Linked DNA regions of Mus musculus: region 1 is linked to region 2. A link is a contact called in public HiChIP or PLAC-seq data. All regions are on one chromosome and are shown on one strand. The core of a region is the stretch at or near the end of the contact, and the rest is flanking DNA. Distances in the headings are between cores, read along the strand shown.

Region 1 (4,166 bases), core at 211-2,710, 130 kb before region 2:
CTTCAGTATCACGATCCCTACAAACCTGCAGAAGGTGAGAGGGTAGTTTGCCAAAGAAAATATACTCAAGTCAAATAAATATACAAAAATAAGGCCCCCATCAGTCACCTGGAACAGCAATAAGGTAACACTGCACAATCATTAGATTAGTTTTTTTTCATTAATTGATTGATTGATTGAGTGAGTGAGGCAGGGTCTCACTATGTAGACCAGGCTAACCTGAAACTCACAGAGAGAGGTCCACCTCCTTCAGCTTCCCAAGAGCCGGGATTAACTGTATGGCCCACCATGCCCTGCTTAGAATGGCATTTATTTATTTAACGTGTTTGTGCGTGTGTGCCAGCCTGTGTCTTTTTTATGTGTGTCTGGAGGGCAGAAGTCAACCTCAGGTGTTGTTACTTAGATTTTTCATCCAGAGTCTCTTCCTGGGACCTAGAGCTCATCAATGAATCTGACTGGCCAGAGACACTGCTGGCATCCTCCTGCCTGTGCTTGCCCAGCCTGGGACTGAGTGCGTGCTCTGACACCCAGCTTTTTCTGTAGGTTCTAGTGTGAATGCAGATTCTCATGCTTGCATGGCAAATACTCTCCTAACTGAGCCATTGCCTCCCATTTATGAGCTTATTTTAAATGTTTGCTTCCAGGTCTTGCCATGTAACCCAGGCTTGCCTCAAACTTACAGCAAACTCTTGATCTATTTGTTTCAGATCCTGAGTTCTGGGATTCAAGGTCTGTTTTGCCATGCCCAGGTCAAATTTTTCTAAACTAATAACATATTACTGACACAGCTCATGGGTAAAACAGCTTGTAGTGTTTTATCATGTTAAACTTTCCTATTGTGCCACACAATGACAGCAACATGTCTGTATAAAGACCTGATTACATATAGTCATAGCATCATAGCATAAGTCATAATAGCCCAAAACTGAGAGCAGCTTAAATGTTTATCAGTGGGTGAATGGACAAACAAGTGAAACCTGTCTATAAAATGGGGGACCGCTCAGCAACACAGATGAGTGAGCTCCAGACACAAAAAGATACACCTCAAAGGCTGCTGGACCCCAAGAGCACCTACGACATCATTCCACTCTTGTGGTACTTTATAAAAGGTTTAAGAAAGTGGATGCCTGCCTGGTCTACAAAGTGAGTTCCAGGACAGCCAGGGCTACACAGAGAAACCCTGTCTCAAAAAACGAAGAAGAAGGAGGAGGAGGAGGAGGTAGATGCTGATTCCCAAGTATCAGGAGAGGAGGCAAGAACTTGACTGGAAGAGGTAAGAGGTAACTTCAGATGAAATCAACGTTGAGGGCTGCCGCTAGCTGCAGCTGGCACAGCGCTTGTCCAGAAGGCCCTGGATTCGATCTCCTGCACCAGATAAAACCTGGCATGCTGTGGTATGCCTGCAATCTCAGATGGGAGCCGGAAGGAGGCTCCCTGGGGAAGAATGTTTAGGACTAAGCCTGATGACCTAAATTCAATCTTGGCCCCCACATGGTAGAAGAAGAGAACTGCAAGTTGTCCTCTGACCTCCTCTAGTGTGTGCTAGCACATAAGCTAAATAAAGCCTAATCAAATTGTAGGTGTAGGAAGACTAGAAATGCACGGTTATCTTATCCTCGGCTACACAGCCCGTGCTAAACAAGATCCTGTCTCAAAAGGGTCTCTGTGTTTTACGCCTTGTACACATTTATTGGAATGAAACTTGAGCATTTAAAAGGAGAGCACTTTTAGAATATACGTTAGACCTTGATAATTCTGAGCTTTTAATTTTTGTTTGTTTGTTTGTTTGTTTGAGCCATTCCCCTGAAGGAGAACTTGAGAACAGATTGGAAAAATCAGGAAGAGACACAGGATTTGAGGGGTGTGGGAGATGGTGTCAGGAGCTCTTCTGGTTTGGGAAGTGTTAGGAGGTTGAATTAATTAGCCAAGCAAGGAGAGAGAAGAGAGACAGAAACGGTGCTACTGAAGACAGAAGGATGGGAAGGCGAGAGATGGGAATTGTGACAGGCTCCATTTATTTTTCTCTTTATTCCCTTGTCTTGCCTCTCTTGTTTGTTTGTTGATATCTGGGTATGTTGGTAGAGAACCTTACATACTATATGTACTGTTTAATCTCAGTTGTCAACTTGGTGAGAAACAAAATCACCTGGAAGATGGGCCTCTGAGTGTATCTTGGGGGCATTATCCTTTTTAGGTGAATTGAGGGAAGACCTGGCCACTGTGAGGCTGCCAATCTCTAGCCTGGGATACAGGCTGTCATCACTCTCTGCACCTTAGCCTCCATGGGTGTACAGACCACACAATCTGTCCGGCTCCTGCCCTGTGACTTCCTGAGTGATGGACTGGAGCTGTTAGCTGAAACACGCCCTTTCTCCCTTGTTTTGCCAGGTGCTTATCACAGCAAAGGGAAAATAAGACACTGTATGTGAACAGGCTTCCAAATACTCCACTCAGCAATTGGGCCCTCTCGGACACAGAGTGGGGGAGGGGAGGGGAAAGGAAGGGGAGGGGAAAGAGGAGGGAGAGAGGGGGAGGGGGAGGGGGGAGGGAGCGGGAGAGGGAATTAAGATCCTTGGGAGAGCTGCAACAGGCTTCCACCCAGGTGCACACCACCATTCGATTAGCTGGCTCCACCCACCACGGAACAGGGAGAGCCTGGCGGGTTGGACCCCAGCCCCAGATGTCAGGCTTTGAAAGCTTGCTCTCAGCTTCCACGCTCTGCTGCCGCCTACATTCCTTTCTGAAATTTCCTGTGTAAGTATTATTGTCAGATTCAAAAGAAAAGGGAAGGGATGCAGAGAGGCTCCATCTTGCCATTTCCACGTATTTATAAGTAGAACTTCACCCTGCTTTCTAGTGGGGAACACTTTCAGTGCCACACACCCAGGTCCGTCTCTCACTCCCGTTACTCATTCTCCCTTGGGAAGAAGCCATTCATGTAAGGATATGCCCAGGTCAATGGTTGCTCATTGCTGGCAATGATGATTGATTTCTCTGAGCCTGGGGAAGGGCCCTGAGCTTTCCGTGAGCCCTCCTTCGTGGCATAAACACTGCACCAGAGTGGATTTGAGGCTCCTGACACAGTGGAGCTGTTTGTAAAATTCCTGAAAATGCAGGCCTTCCTTTTCACCATCTGTTCTGTGCAGGCTGTAGCCACAGGACACCCACAGAACACAGCTATAGGGGTCAGCTTCCCGCTGTTCCCAAACCCACATTCCTGAAAGGGAATATTGTATTGGTTACTTTTTTTTTTTTCCAAAGCTGAGACCAAATGTCTCAAGAAGCAACTTAAGAATTGTTAATTTTCTCTTCCTTCTCTTCTACCCCTCCTCCTCTTTCTTTGACAAGATCTCATGTAACACAGGCTGGCCTTGAACTCTTATGACCTATGAACTCCTATGATCTGGGATTCCTGATCCTCCCGCCTCTACCTCCAAAGTCTGGGTTATAGACCAATGAACCAGATTTATAGGACGCTTACTTTGGCTTACAGTTTAAAGGTTGTATAGTCTACCATGACAGGAAGGCTTGGCAACAGAAGTATAAGGCCATTGGTCATGTTGCATCTGGAAGCAGAAGGTGGACAGGAAGTGGGCCTGGACTATCCACTTCCTCCAGCCAGACTCTACCTCCTAAGATTCCACAGAGTTCCAAAACAGCTCCAGCAGCTGGGACTAAGTGTTCAAAACCAGGAGGCTTTGTAAGTCTTCAAGGGCATGGGGGAGTCACTTTACCTTCAAACTATCACAAACACAAAGACCTGGGTGTGTACTTTGCATAGGACCAACAGAAGGGAGTTCTGATGCAGGGACAACCTCACAGCCTGTCTTCCAGGAGAGAACGGGTGGATAGAAATGGTCTGCACCTCTGTCCCACAGCAGTGCCCAGTGGGTAGTGTCTGCCTAGGGTTTTCAAGACAGCAGATCCTGGATATAGATGACATTCCTGGCACACTTTTAGAGGCTCTTCTCTTCACGTTTGGCCACCTCATGGAGCCTGAGTCTTTCTTGTCCCATGGTGGACATGGTGCCCAGTGTGGATACACAAATGGACTGTGTTAGGCATGCCCAGGGCTGGGGTCAGGGTGGACCCACAAATGGGCTATGGTGGGCATGCAGTAGAGAACTGAGCTTCTCTGGAAGGGATTGTCCTGTTGTTAGAAAATG
Region 2 (4,234 bases), core at 1,329-3,828:
CTACTTGGTTGTTCATCATACTTTTTCTGATTCATTCTCTCTCTCTCTCTCTCTCTCTCTCTCTCTCTCTCTCTCTCTCTCTCTCTCTCTCTCTCTCTCTGGTGTGTGTGTGTGTGTGTGTGTGTGTGTGTGTGTGTGTGTGTGTATGATCTTTTTAAAAAATGTTAGCATGTTAACAGGTATCCATGCACATATTTGATTCTAAACTTGGTGTGCATGTGTTTGAAACAAGATCTCACTATGTATCTTCTAGCTGGCCTCACATTGGTATGTAGACAGGCTGGTCTGGAGGATGCAGAAGCCCACTTGTTACTGCCTCTAGAGTGCAGGATGGAAAGCATTTGACCTCTTGCCTGGCTTGTGTTGATCGTAGAGGTTGGGCTTTCTCACAAGCTGACGTGTAATCATGTTCTCAGAGGGGAATAAATGCACACAGAAGGAGCTCCACTGAATTAATAAGGTGGCTCTTAGGGGCAAGATAGTGTCCCATGTTACTCCTTGGCACAAGAGCCCTCAAGTAATAAAGGAAGCACCCTTTCATTGTCTTCTATGTGGACAGCATCATGTTATGAATGTTGCAAACAGACAAACCCTTACTCTCTCAGTAAGCATTGCCAACAGGTAGGTAGGTATGTATGTAGGTAGGTAGGTAGGTAGGTAGGTAGGTAGGTAGGTAGGTGTGTGTATGGTGTGTGTGTGTGTGATATGTGTGTGGGGGTGTGGTGTGTGTGATATCTGTGTGTGTTTGATGTGTGTGTGTAATGGCTAAGCAGGTAAAAGTGCTAGGCACCATGCCTGTACGTGCCTCTGTGTGTGTGAACAAAGTTGTATTCATGTCACAGTGCAATAGCACAGTAGGTAATCTCAACTCTCGGGAATATTATTCCCAGAAACCCTCCTGTAAGATCAAATTCGGCTCAGTGGCCTTGTATCCCTCTCTAACACACTGGATACTATCCATGATATGAAAACAGCCTGTCATCTGCTTCCATGATGAAGATGGCAAGCCTCTTGGCAGAGCCCACATGATCCCTCCTTCACCCCAGTGCTGCAGTTGTGCAGGATCCAACATTCAGCAGGCATTCACAAATGTCTGTTACACTAACTTCATCGTACTTTCCAGCCACTTTTGAAAATTTGAAGAGGCTGTGCTAAGTGTTTTCATTACCTAAGATCCAAAGCCTGGCAAGGGGAGGTGGGAAGAAGGGGGCATATGTCTCTGATCACCCATAGCCCCCATGTCACTTTGCTGTCTTCTCACACCTCTAATACAGTGCTCTGGCTTCCTCAAATCCCCCTCTTGCACTGTGGACAGTGACTTCAGCTGTCCATAGTGGTTATCCAAGATTATCCCTAAAACTTCCTTATAAGTGACAGGAGATTCCCAGTGCTCTCCTACGGCTTGACACATAATCTCAAAAATATGGAAGTCAGGCCGCATGGTGGAAATTCTAGTTTAGTTGGGATCAGGTATAAAAGAGGCTGTACAAAAGTCTATTTATTTACCTTTTTTTTTTTTTCCTTAACATGATGACTAGTGGACCAAGTGTTTTCAAACTAAAACTAGCCTCTTCTGCCTCTTCCTAAGTTTTTGTTCTAGAAGCCTGTCCTCAGCTGTTGCCCGTCAAAGGCTGGCAAGAGCACTGGTTCCATCAGTAGAGGCTGCAGCCTTTCCCACTCGCTGTATACATGTTTTACTGCAAGAAGCCGCGTTCTTGTGTGTGTGCGCGAGCGCGCGGCTCATAAAGCCTTTCATTTTGAAGGTTACGGCAACATTTGGGAGGTTCCCTTCGGGAGTAGGATGGAGCCTTTTACTTACAAAAAACAGTAGTTGGGGCTGAAGAGATGGGAGAATGCAGTGGGTTTGCTGCTCACTTTCTCAGTGCCTACTGTCAGGTTCTCAATGGCCAGTTGCATGGAATACAAGGGACACCCACATACATACAAAAATAAAACGAACTCTCTCAAACCGCCATAGTAGTTTAGGGTGCAATCCCAGTGCTGTCACTTGCGCCAACATAAAGCTGACTTAAGAATTAAATGCAAAAGTCAAAAACAGCTCATGCCGATTAGAATTCGTGTGGCCTGACGTTGTAAGACACTCTTTCAATCCCAGCACTTGGGAGGCAGAAGTAGGCTGATCTCTGAGTTCGAGGCCAGCCTGGTCTACAGAGTTCCAGGACAGCCAGAGCTACACAGAGAAACCCTGTCTCGAAAAACCACAACAAGAAAGGATTGGTGTGATGTATTTTATACGTGTAGAGGAACGCTGGGAAAACAAGAGAGAACTGTGCTGGGTGGAGCGATACACAGGTGAGTTCTCCAGCAGGACAAAGGGGTAAATCGCGACAAGATTTAAAAAGAAATCTCAACTTGAAGAAGCGGAATTAGCGCCCAGTTCTTCCAGGAACTTCAGGCCCTGGGGCGACTTCCAGGGCAAGACTTAAGTCATCTGTTTGCTGGAGCCGCCGGAACCCTCGCCACGCGCTCTGCTAGTTTCCAGCCGGCCTGCAAAAATCAACTTCCAGCTGCTCCGGAAGTTGTGGGGTTGTTTCCGGGGCGGTCGGAGGAGGAGGAGGAGGACTCCGATGGGTCGAAGTCGTAGCCGCTCCCCGCGTAGGGGTGAGTCCAGAAAGTCTCACGGCTAGGGACGGTGTCAGGTGCTACCCACGACCTTAACCTCGAAGGCCCGGGAGAGTGCGGGACGGGGCGAGGCCGGGACCTGCTCTCCTCAGCCCTGCCCTGAACTAGAGTTCCACAGTCCCTTCGCTTAGCTCCTGGGGGACCGTGCATACATCATAAGTCAGCCTGCCTTTCTCTGTCCAGTCCCCGTAACCATCGTAGGTAACTTTACCGTGAAGGATTGGTGTGAGAATTAACGTCACCCTCCATAACATTCAACCTGCCTTGGCTCACAGATGCTTTCTAAATGTCGGTGCCCTGCCTGGGTCTTTAGTTGGAAGTGTTTAGAATTTGAGACCGCATATCCTAATGTCTTCTGTACATAAGACAGAGAGCATAGGACTGAGGCCGTGTAAGGTGGGACTTTGGGGAAACTCAGAGGATATCTGTATCCTCAGCCATGTTAAGGGATTAGAATTAGTCTCTAGTTGTTTAGAACAAGGCTCACCTTCAACTAATACTCAATTATCTTACTAGGCAACCAGGGCCTCAAGCAAATTGAGCCTTCGAAGTGCAGTAAATGTCCAATAGATTGGTTTTCCTTTGGGAAATACCTATTGTGTAGCATTATGCCTTACTTTGGCCAGTTTACTAATTAGTACAAGACATGGTAGAGCAAACAAGGGGGCGGGGATAGCCTCATACACAGCCATGCTTTCAGAAAACACAGAACTTTGTTTTAAAAATACGATTCTGACTGAAAAGATAATCTAATTGGATATTAGGCTATTGTATAAACGGTCGAAATATGGGTGATTTTAAAATACACCACATTGTTTGACTTTAAAGTAATTTAAGTGATGTTATGTGTTGAAATGTTAGTAGGGGTGTGTGTGTGTGAGAGAGAGAGAGAGAGATCAAGAGAACTGAACTTAGTGCCTCACAGATGCATGGCAAACAGGGCCTTACCATAACAGGGGTTGGTCTTGAATGATTGCTTTTTCTGCCTCCACTTCCCCAGTCCTGGTGTTACAGGTGTGTGCCACTATGCACAAGAATTACTTCTTGGTTTGTTTGTTTGTTTGTTTAGGTTTTTCAAGACAGGGTTTCTCTGTGTAGCCCTGGCTGTCCTGGAGCTCACTCTGTAGATCAGGCTGGCCTTGAATTCAGAAATCCTCCTGCCTCTGCCTCCCAAGTGCTGGGATTAAAGGCGTGTGCCACCGCTGCCCAGCATTTGTTTTTTTAAGACAGGGTTTCTCTGTCACTTAGCAGTGCCTATTCTAGAGCTCGTGGACTGGCCTGGAACTCACTGAGAAGGGCCTGCCTCTTCCCTGAGTACCATGCTCAGCTGACTTTTTTGTTTTTTTAACTGTTCATTGTGACTACTAGTAGTGGCTTGCATTATACTTCATTATGACAGCTCTAGGTGTTCAAATTAACCTTTAGCTCTGCTATTTTTGTGTTTGTTAGAACGTAGGCGGTCCCGGTCCACATCTCGGGATCGAGAAAGAAGACGCCGAGAAAGGTCCAGGTCCAGGGAGAGAGATCGCAGAAGGAGCCGCTCAAGATCTCCACACCGAAGACGCTCCAGGTGAGTGTAGACAGAAAATTA

What was found. HiChIP or PLAC-seq counts read pairs in DNA pulled down with a chosen protein or histone mark.
Region 1: an H3K27ac HiChIP or PLAC-seq map of embryonic stem cells shows a contact between it and region 2, with 5 read pairs. The contact joins the enhancer-like site here to the promoter of Snrnp27 in region 2. A contact is called at or near these places in 6 of 39 promoter capture datasets (the 3T3-L1 cell line, embryonic stem cells, hippocampal neurons and 2 more), 1 of 15 datasets of contacts at CTCF or cohesin (stem cell-derived epiblast-like cells), 31 of 484 Hi-C or Micro-C datasets (the Ba/F3 cell line, the C10 cell line, the C2C12 cell line and 16 more), 8 of 115 datasets of contacts at active chromatin or transcription factors (bone marrow-derived dendritic cells, bone marrow-derived macrophages, effector CD8 T cells and 2 more) and 3 of 9 other capture datasets (adipose tissue, embryonic stem cells and pancreatic islet).

Annotation. Positions count from the first base shown.
Region 1 is chr6:86,814,070-86,818,235 of GRCm38.p6, reverse strand. No RefSeq gene overlaps it. Among named protein-coding and RNA genes, the nearest start is that of Anxa4, 23 kb to the right of the region's middle. Within about 2 kb of position 1,460, at least 56 of the 459 cell types and tissues checked have an H3K27ac peak or open chromatin away from gene starts, as enhancers often do. A contact at or near this core is called in the N1E-115 cell line, embryonic stem cells, erythroblasts and 1 more, where this site is marked.
Region 2 is chr6:86,682,835-86,687,068 of GRCm38.p6, reverse strand. Snrnp27 (small nuclear ribonucleoprotein 27 (U4/U6.U5)) reads left to right here and starts at 2,578. Exons shown (of 6, transcript NM_025665.2): 1 at 2,578-2,622; 2 at 4,093-4,213. The coding sequence starts at 2,589.